2 separate regions of the Pan troglodytes genome follow, and region 2 is linked to region 1. Evidence: chromatin contacts called from public Hi-C data. All regions are on one chromosome and are shown on one strand. The core of a region is the stretch at or near the end of the contact, and the rest is flanking DNA. Distances in the headings are between cores, read along the strand shown.

Region 1 (4,382 bases), core at 75-2,574:
TCATTAGTATTTGAGGAAGGCTTACAATCAACAGAATTTCAGCAAATGTCATACTCAAACATTTGCCTTGCTCTGACTTCTGATGTTGGAAATTCATTTTTAATGAAGGTTTTTCTATACAAGAAATTTGAACCTTTCTTTTTTCTAAAAAAGAATTCTGTGGGTGAAAAAATTCTTTAGACGATCAGAAGACACTCTATTAATTGGAGAAACTAAACAGTTGATGTATTATTCATTCTAGCCAAAAATGATAGTGATTTAGGAACTACTGTAGATGTTGCTGGAAACCGGGGGTGGCAGGTTAAAAGCAATGTTTAAGAAATTAAGTTAAACTTTTTAGAATCTGACCCTTATGAATGCTTTCAGTATAAGCAACATGTGAAAGCATGAGTTGAGAGAAGGAATTGATAAAATGCAAAGAGAATTCAATCTGTAGGGAAGCATTAACTCTTCCCTCTCCCTTTGACTCTCCCACCCCGCCATGCCCTGACCCACCCTCATCATGAATAGTGATTTCAGTAAAAGAAGCTCTTCCTTCCCCTGGACTGAATTTGTAACAGTTTGGGGGAAAAAAAAAAAGTTTTGTGTTTTCCTGTTTTCTTTTGCAATATTAATGTTTATGATACTTTAAGGTAAATAGGGACTCAGAACATAAAAATATTCCTTGTTTTTCAAATGAATTGATGTGATAAGTCTTAATATTAAAACAATACAGAAGGAGACCAGAAACTGTTCAAATAGTCATTAATGATGGCGGTAGAGTTGAAGAAAATCCTAGACAATTTAGGTTATCAGAAATTACAGGGAAAGTCTTCTAGTGGTAAACTGTCTTTTCCCTGAGAGTTTGAGTAATGGAGCCAGTAGGTGAATTTTATTAGGTTGGTAAGTTTGAGTGGGGGATGAAAGAGAGTGACAAGAGAAGGGATGCATAAAATTTCATAAGTTATGGTTAGTATCCCACTTGCCAAATGTAGCTAAAATACGGTTATAGAAATGATTTATCACTTCTATGGTCTCTCTTTTCTTTTGTCTTCTTAAATTCAACACATTTTTAACATTTCAGAATGTTTCAAAGTGGCATTTTCTCTTTGCCATTTCTATCTGCTTAAGGGTCTTGTCATCACTACAGCTACTTTGTGAGATTATCTGAAGAATGAATGCGGTGTTCCTGAATATTAATATATTAAAAGCAGTGAAACACTGAAAATACCTGGGGTTTTTTTTCCTTTTTTTTTTTTTTTTAAGTGAGAGTCTCCACCTCAACTCAAATGGAACAAGAAAGTTTTCAAGTGAGACAAAAATCCCATTGTTAATACTGATCAGTACAGGCTAGGCAGTGAGGGGGAAAAAATGAGGCATCTGTGGAATACAAATGAAATGAGCAGGTTGGCTATCGGGTGTTTCAGGATATTAACTTATTAGCTGTTTGCTTTCAGTAAAGGCATATCACACATATTTTCACTGAATAAATAAATAAGTAGGTCTACACTAAATAAACAAAGTGAAGAGACTAAGCAATATGGTTTAAAGGATTACTTTACATCTGACTCATGCAAAGCAGATGCATAGAGTTCCCCTTTGTTATCCACTGAAAAAGAATGTTGCACCTCAGATGTAAGTTTATTACAATCTCTATGGCCTAGGAAGAGGACTTTTTTCTTTGTCTTAAATGTTTTCAATGAGCTTGAAGCTGGTAAGAATAAAGAACAGGAATGCTGAAACCTAGAATTAAAGCTCCTTAAAAGGGTTTATTATAATGGCAAAATCAACTGTTTGGTAAATGGTGATTCAAAATCTACAGTGCATTCTGCTTTTTAAGGGCACAGATTTCTGTAAGTTGCAATAGTTAGAAAAAAAGACTTCAATTATTTTTATTCCATATTGTCTCAAGTGTAAAACATCATTTGATCCAGTTTATGCTTCTTTCCCTGCCCCCCAATGTGTAGAGTAGCATTATATTCCAGGTTTAATTTCACTGCCTTGGCTACAAAAGCAGCTGTCACCTTATGGAGGAGATTAGAAAATGCCTTGTTTATTAGTTAACAATGTTTTTATTATTGACAATAATGTGTTTTTAAAAATCCCATTTTTTTCTTAGAGCATATCCATAGAACTAATCTCTTTGAAAATCAATCAACATAAATTCATTTTCCTTTTCCTGTTGTATCAAAGAGAACAGAAATAACATCCAATATGTCTAACTTTGAATCTTCTTAAATTACAGATTCAAGTTGAAAAAGTTTGACTTAAGGACTTAAGTGACAATGTGAGTATTCCCTTGGTTGATTTTTTAAAGTTGATACATAACTTTGGTGACTTAAAGCACTTTAAAGATCCCCAAACATCTAATTAAACTTTATAATCTTCCTTTTGAGACAAAAACGATGTTTGCCCAATGCAATTGTGTTCTCACATACACTTTGCCATCTCAACTAAAGCTTTATGAGTGAACTGTCACAATGTGCTGATTATACATGAGGAAAACAAATTTATTTTTTTAACCTATGATTTAAAACAATGAGTGTAGTTCTCATTGCGTAACTTTGTTGAAATGATATTTGATATTTTTGATAGAATTGTACAACATGGCAACTATAGTTTGCAATATATTGAATTCTAGAAAAATGCTAAGAGAGTGAATGTAAAGTGTTCTCACCACAAAAGTGATAACTATGGGAGGAAATGCATATGCTAATTAGCTAGATTAAGTCATTCCACATTGCATACATGCTTTAAAACAATATGTCCTACACAGTTAATACATCCAATTTTATTGTCAATTTTAAAAATAATAAATAATAATCTGATATTTTAGTGGTCTAATTTCATCTATTAAATATTCACTGCACATTTATTGATGCTGTGAAGCCTCTTTCTATTCTGTTAAATCAAAGTTGCAATCACTTATGGAAATAGGAAAACTGAAATTGAACAAACCGAGTTAATGTGGTAGTCTCTTTCTTGGGCTGTTGACATGACTTGGTAGGTGCTTGCCACAGTGTGCAATCCAGGGCACTTAATTTGTTTCCAGAGAAATAATTTCAAATATACTCTTTCTCTACTCTCAAAACTGGTAACCATTGAAAACATTTTACTTATCACATATCTTGCATTGTTTCCTTTATATTTACCCATTCATTCAACAAAATTTTGAGATATGTTTAGGCGCCAGTCTTTGTGACTTACAAAACTAATCACAGGTTATTTTTTTAGGATACAGATGTATATTCCTAGTCATGAATGTCCTAATGCCAATTTATCTCTTTTTTTCCCTGCCCCAAATTATATAAACCATCTATAAATCTTTCTGTATCTATTTTGGCATAATGTGCTTAATTTTTTAATACATCTATACTGTTATACTCATTTCATTAATTCCTGTGTTGTTTTTCATCCCTTCTAGTAGTATCTTCTCTATTCTTCTAGAAGACTCTAGCTGATGACAGATTGTCTACATATTTTGTTGGATTACTCATGATTAAGGGCTATTGTATTCCCCTAAAGCTAATCTGCCTACAGTTTGCATTAGGGACTCAGGATATAAGATTTTGCATTAGGGACTCAGTATATAGGATTACTTTATATATTTTTGAAAAAGCCTTGCATAATACATCACAATATTTTGCAAGTATTCTAGGAGCTCCTTCTTCCTATGTTTCTACGGTGTTGAGTGCATTTATCTATTATAGTTCCTATTGCTTTGTATCACATTTCCTCAGTGGACTCTAAATTCAAAGGGAAGAGAAGTCTTTTTTTTCTTATTTTATTTTTAATGCTCAGCATAGAATTTGGCACAGAATAAAGCCTATCCTATTAATTAATGGATTAATTAATTAAATAGTCAAGGGAAATGTATACTAATTAAAATATTATGTTCAGAAATCTCCTAGTTTTAACAGTTTTGTACAAAGTATTTCTTTGTGTGTGTATATATATATATATATATATATATATATATATATTTTTTTTTTTTTTTTTTTTTTTTTTTTTTCTGAGACAGAGTTTCACTTTTGTTGCCCAGGCTGGAGTGCAATGGCACAATCTCGGCTCACTGCAACCTCTGTCTCCCAGGTTTAGGCAATTCTCCTGCCTCAGCCTCCCAAGTAGCAGGGATTACAGGTGTGTGCCACCACACCTAACTAATTTTTTTAATTTTAGTAGGGAGGGGTTTCACTATGTTAGTCAGTCTGGTCTCAAACTCCTGACCGCAGGTGATCCAACCGCCCCAGCCTCCCAAAGTGCTGGGATTACAGGAGTGAGCCACAACACCTGGCCTCTTTGTAGATATAATTGCACTAGTTGTTCATGCTTTTATGTTAAGCATGTATTGGAGTGTAGGCCATGGCATTAGAGAGAATTCTAAAATGCTGCTAAAATAACTA
Region 2 (4,104 bases), core at 256-2,755, 820 kb after region 1:
CCCCCAGATTAAAAACCCTTTGTAATGGTTAGGGTTGATATTCTACATGAATGTCTAATGGGCTTGATAGAACGACATTCTCATGAGCCTAGGAAAGTGAGTTCAGTTTTTAAGATCCAAAGGAAGGGGAGAATGCATCATTCAATTAATGAAATTTGTCTCAATTTCTCCCAAGGCAAGGCTGAAACAATGGTCTCTAATGAATTACAAGAGAAACAAATAATGTTTTAAATTTCTTAAAATTTAACTTCCAATTTCAATGGATTTTTTTTCAAATAAAGTTTGATTCAAGCAGCCCATTGCTTTTGTGATTAACTTTCATACAAAAGTTAAAAAGTACCTGCTTCAGAGACAATTCCATGTTCAAGATGATTGATGAGTGCTGAAAATAGAAGTTAAATGTCAATAAAGATAATCATTAACAGGTTTTTATATTAAACAATATGTTGTTTTATCTGATGCCATATATCACTGAAGTAAACATCAAGTCTGTTACATAAGGAAATAAAGTTCTTATTGTTTGCTATTTTCTTCCAAAATGTAGTGATTGTACCTTAACAAAAATGATAAAAAGTTATTTTGTAGTATCTTATTAAAGATAAGTGACTTAAATGTATAGGAAAATACTCTGCATTGAAAATTGTTCCCAGTTACTCACAAGTGTTCTTCTTCTAAATCTGCTTATCTTAACTGCTTCCATATAAGTCAAACTAGTGTTGACAAGAACATCTCCATAATTATTTATTACCTCTTTCTGCTCTTACTTAGATCAGTGTTTCAAAAAGTTGTTTAAGTAGCAGAGTTTTGAAAAGTTATAGTGCTCCTTGTGGATGACCATATTCTTTACGGAACACTACACAATAATGGTGCACATGATTTCATGATATGAACTAAGGCTAGTTTTGTTTGTAAAAAAATATGGCTCAGTGCATGCAAGATAAAATCAGAAACATGAACACAAAAGCTAACAAACTAAAAAGGACAAGATGGCTTAAAAAATTTTCCATCTACCTATCATCTGTCTACTATTTATTCATTTAGCACCAGCTCATATTTACTAATTGACAAGCAGTATTAGATGTTAAAGATTTAAAGAAATATATGAAAGAAAAAATTTCAGTGAGAAAGTTCTATCAAATAGCATTTTTGTTATCAATTTTAAAGACATGGCCAAACTTATCAAATTATATACATACAATATGTTCAGTTTTTTGTTTGTATCTCAATTATACCTCAATAAAGCTGTTTTTACAATAAGAAAAGAAAACAAAAACTGGTCATTTATGTAATTTTAACAGCAGAATCCAAGTAATTCTTCTTGACCACTGTCTAACACCATTGAACGAGACTTGTTCTAATGTGCTTATGTGTGTTATAGGCACTGTATTTTTGGCCTCTGGGTTCACACTTATGTTTGACATCTGGCCTTCCCCTAGGAACCACCCAAGATTTTGTTTTGGTAGACACCAGATAGCAGGTCTTGTTCTTGTTAACTCCCTGACCACTATTATCATCACAACGTAAACAGGATCCTGTGGAACTCAGCATGTTAATTAACTTGAGCCCCTCACAGAGGAAGGCTTTATTCTCTTTTAAAGCATTATTTACATGGAAACAATCCATTTTAATAAACTGTCTCAATAAAAATGTTATAATAAACAAAGCATATTGTTAAAAAAGTTTTTCTGAGAAAAAAAGTATTTCAAATGTTACAATCAGCAAATAATTGTAAACTTAATTTTACTGAGGATTTACAAAGCATGCCACAATTGAGAGTTATTGTTAAAAGTCAAATACATTCTCCAAATCTGGAGAACTATTCTTCTAGATCTACTAACTCTTTTTGCCGGTTGAGAGGAGTTTAGCATACATGAAGACTTACTATGATGCAACCTATATATTTTTTTAATTTCCTTACAGAAAAGCAGGGACACATGATTTATACACTGGTCTATTTTTCTCAAATTCAATTGGGGAAAAATTGAAAAGTAAAATTTATAAAGTAGAAAAGCATCTGGATAGTAAAAGAGACCCCAGGCTTTCATTTAATGTGGCAATTTGTCTGACTATATGCTTAGAGAATGCAGTAATGAGAGGCAATCCCGGGAGCCCTGAATTCAGCGGTATTCTACAGAGGAAGGTGAGTCCCATTCCTAGTCGCTTATAAAACTTTTTCCACTGCTTTGGGAAAAGAAAACTAAGAAAGCTAATTTCAAAGGCTTCTTCAGGTAACCTGATGATGTATTAAAACAAGGGTGCCCTGTAACAAGCGCTACTCAGTTTCAACATCTTTTCTCCTGGCACTCTGGACTGAGTCTTACCTTGAATATCTGCAACTCCTCCAGCACTACCTCTTCCATATTCCACTTTTCCTTTGAAATGCTGACAACTTTGAGGACAGTTCCAATGTCTGAAAAAATGCATAACCCATGATCCCATTGTTTCTATCTCAAAAATTAGTGGTAAGCATATCCCTAGAAACCTGCAAATCATTCCCCTCACTTCTCTTTAAATGCCTTTCAAAAAACAGATTAAATGAAACATGCATGAAGTGAAGCTGAATGTTTAAGTTTTGTCCTCCCAAAATATAGCTTTTAGCTAGTAGAACACCCATTTATAGAGAGAATGTTAAAGGATGCATATTCAGAGTATATTCTTAACAAAAGTAATATATATATATGTATAATTTAAATATTGTTTGAAACGTTAATAGAGCAAACGTTTTGACCTTAACTTAAAAAGTTAAAAATATATTAAAATAACAAATTCTCTCTCTTCCTTCCATGTAATATATATTTATTAAGTAGTTATTATATCCAATTCACCATGAAAGACAGATATATCTTCTTTTAATAATGTTGTCAAATGAACAAAAAAATCATTGAAGCTATCTGAGGGAAATTGTAGCTCACTCTTCAAATGTATTCTATCTTCAGAATCCTTATTAATAGATGAGAAATGGAAGGTTTGTTTAAAATTATTTAAGTTCAACTTAATACAAGGTTGATAATGCAAACCAAAAATTGACATTTAAAAGAGGTATCTTAAATACATCATCTTACATTGAAATTAAATGAAGTGTCAGGTTAGTACAGAAAGAAAATTGAAAGAACAGTTTAGAAAAAGAAAAAAAAATCCCACTTTAATTTATATAATATAGGCATTTTTAAACTTCTGAGCACTGGGGTTGGAGTATAGTAACATATATAATAATGATCCTGTTTGCACAAAATAGTCTGAATTATTTAATTGTTTTTAAATAACTCTGGGATCTTTAAAGAATATTAAATGTACATTTTTCCAAATGTCAAACTTAAAAACCTATCTTAGCAGTCTATAATTTTCTCAGTAAAGGTTAGATAGTACCACCTAGTGGCTAAATGACATTCATTGCAGTGAACTGTTGAAGACCTAGTTTTGGGTGGACAGTACAAATTAAGCGTCAAACTTGTGGGAATTAATAGCAACTAATTAATTCTACTTTTGACCTTTCAACAGCCGTCTCTTTTGTCTTGGGAATATCCCTTATTTTTCTGGTTTGTGGAATTGCCATCTTCAAAATAATCAGGTTTGACAATCAATGACAAAGGTCCTCTGATTCCGTCACACACATACTTCCTAATAAACCTAACTTCTATAAGATCCATAATTTTTAAAAATAAAATTATTCTAAAATTGTTTTGAACTCTTAAATATCTATTCTAATAAAAAGTCTTGTTTGTTGAAAATTCTTAATTTTTAATTCTTTATGAAATGCTTGATCCACTAAGTTATATAATATGATATGGAATACAGTGCTTTTGTTTTAATGATACATGTTATCTTTACTGCCATTAGAATTCCCATGACATTATTAGCTAATACTTTTACTTTTTTTGAGATTAAGTTTTTCTTTTTATAAAAATATTTTAATAATTTTATAGTTACTGAGTTGACAGACAAAGAAAAAATACAATGGGCTTATAAACTGAGTCTAGGAAATACATTTTAATGCACAAAATTCAAGAAGAAAGATAATCTCCAAGAAGTTTCTATTTAAAGGTCTTCACAAAGTAATGTTTAATGTTTCTGAAAATCTATCTTAAGTCAACTAAGTCAGTGATT

What was found. Hi-C and Micro-C count contacts between places; a contact is called where the count stands out from the background.
Region 2: a Hi-C map of induced pluripotent stem cells shows a contact between it and region 1, with 3 times the contacts expected there. The contact joins two enhancer-like sites. A contact is called at or near these places in 3 of 7 Hi-C or Micro-C datasets (blood, induced pluripotent stem cells and stem cell-derived neural progenitor cells), 1 of 1 datasets of contacts at active chromatin or transcription factors (stem cell-derived excitatory neurons) and 1 of 1 other capture datasets (stem cell-derived neural stem cells).

The regions. Positions count from the first base shown.
Region 1 is chr6:93,554,802-93,559,183 of NHGRI_mPanTro3-v2.0_pri, forward strand. All of the region lies in intron 3 of SEMA3A (semaphorin 3A), which reads right to left. Among named protein-coding and RNA genes, the nearest start is that of SEMA3A, 310 kb to the right of the region's middle. Within about 2 kb of position 1,325, at least 5 of the 24 cell types and tissues checked have an H3K27ac peak or open chromatin away from gene starts, as enhancers often do. A contact at or near this core is called in induced pluripotent stem cells, where this site is marked.
Region 2 is chr6:94,371,031-94,375,134 of NHGRI_mPanTro3-v2.0_pri, forward strand. It overlaps SEMA3D (semaphorin 3D), which reads right to left. Exons shown (of 18, transcript XM_016957662.4): 13 at 2,322-2,410; 14 at 341-382. Among named protein-coding and RNA genes, the nearest start is that of SEMA3D, 170 kb to the right of the region's middle. Within about 2 kb of position 1,506, at least 1 of the 24 cell types and tissues checked has an H3K27ac peak or open chromatin away from gene starts, as enhancers often do. A contact at or near this core is called in induced pluripotent stem cells, where this site is marked.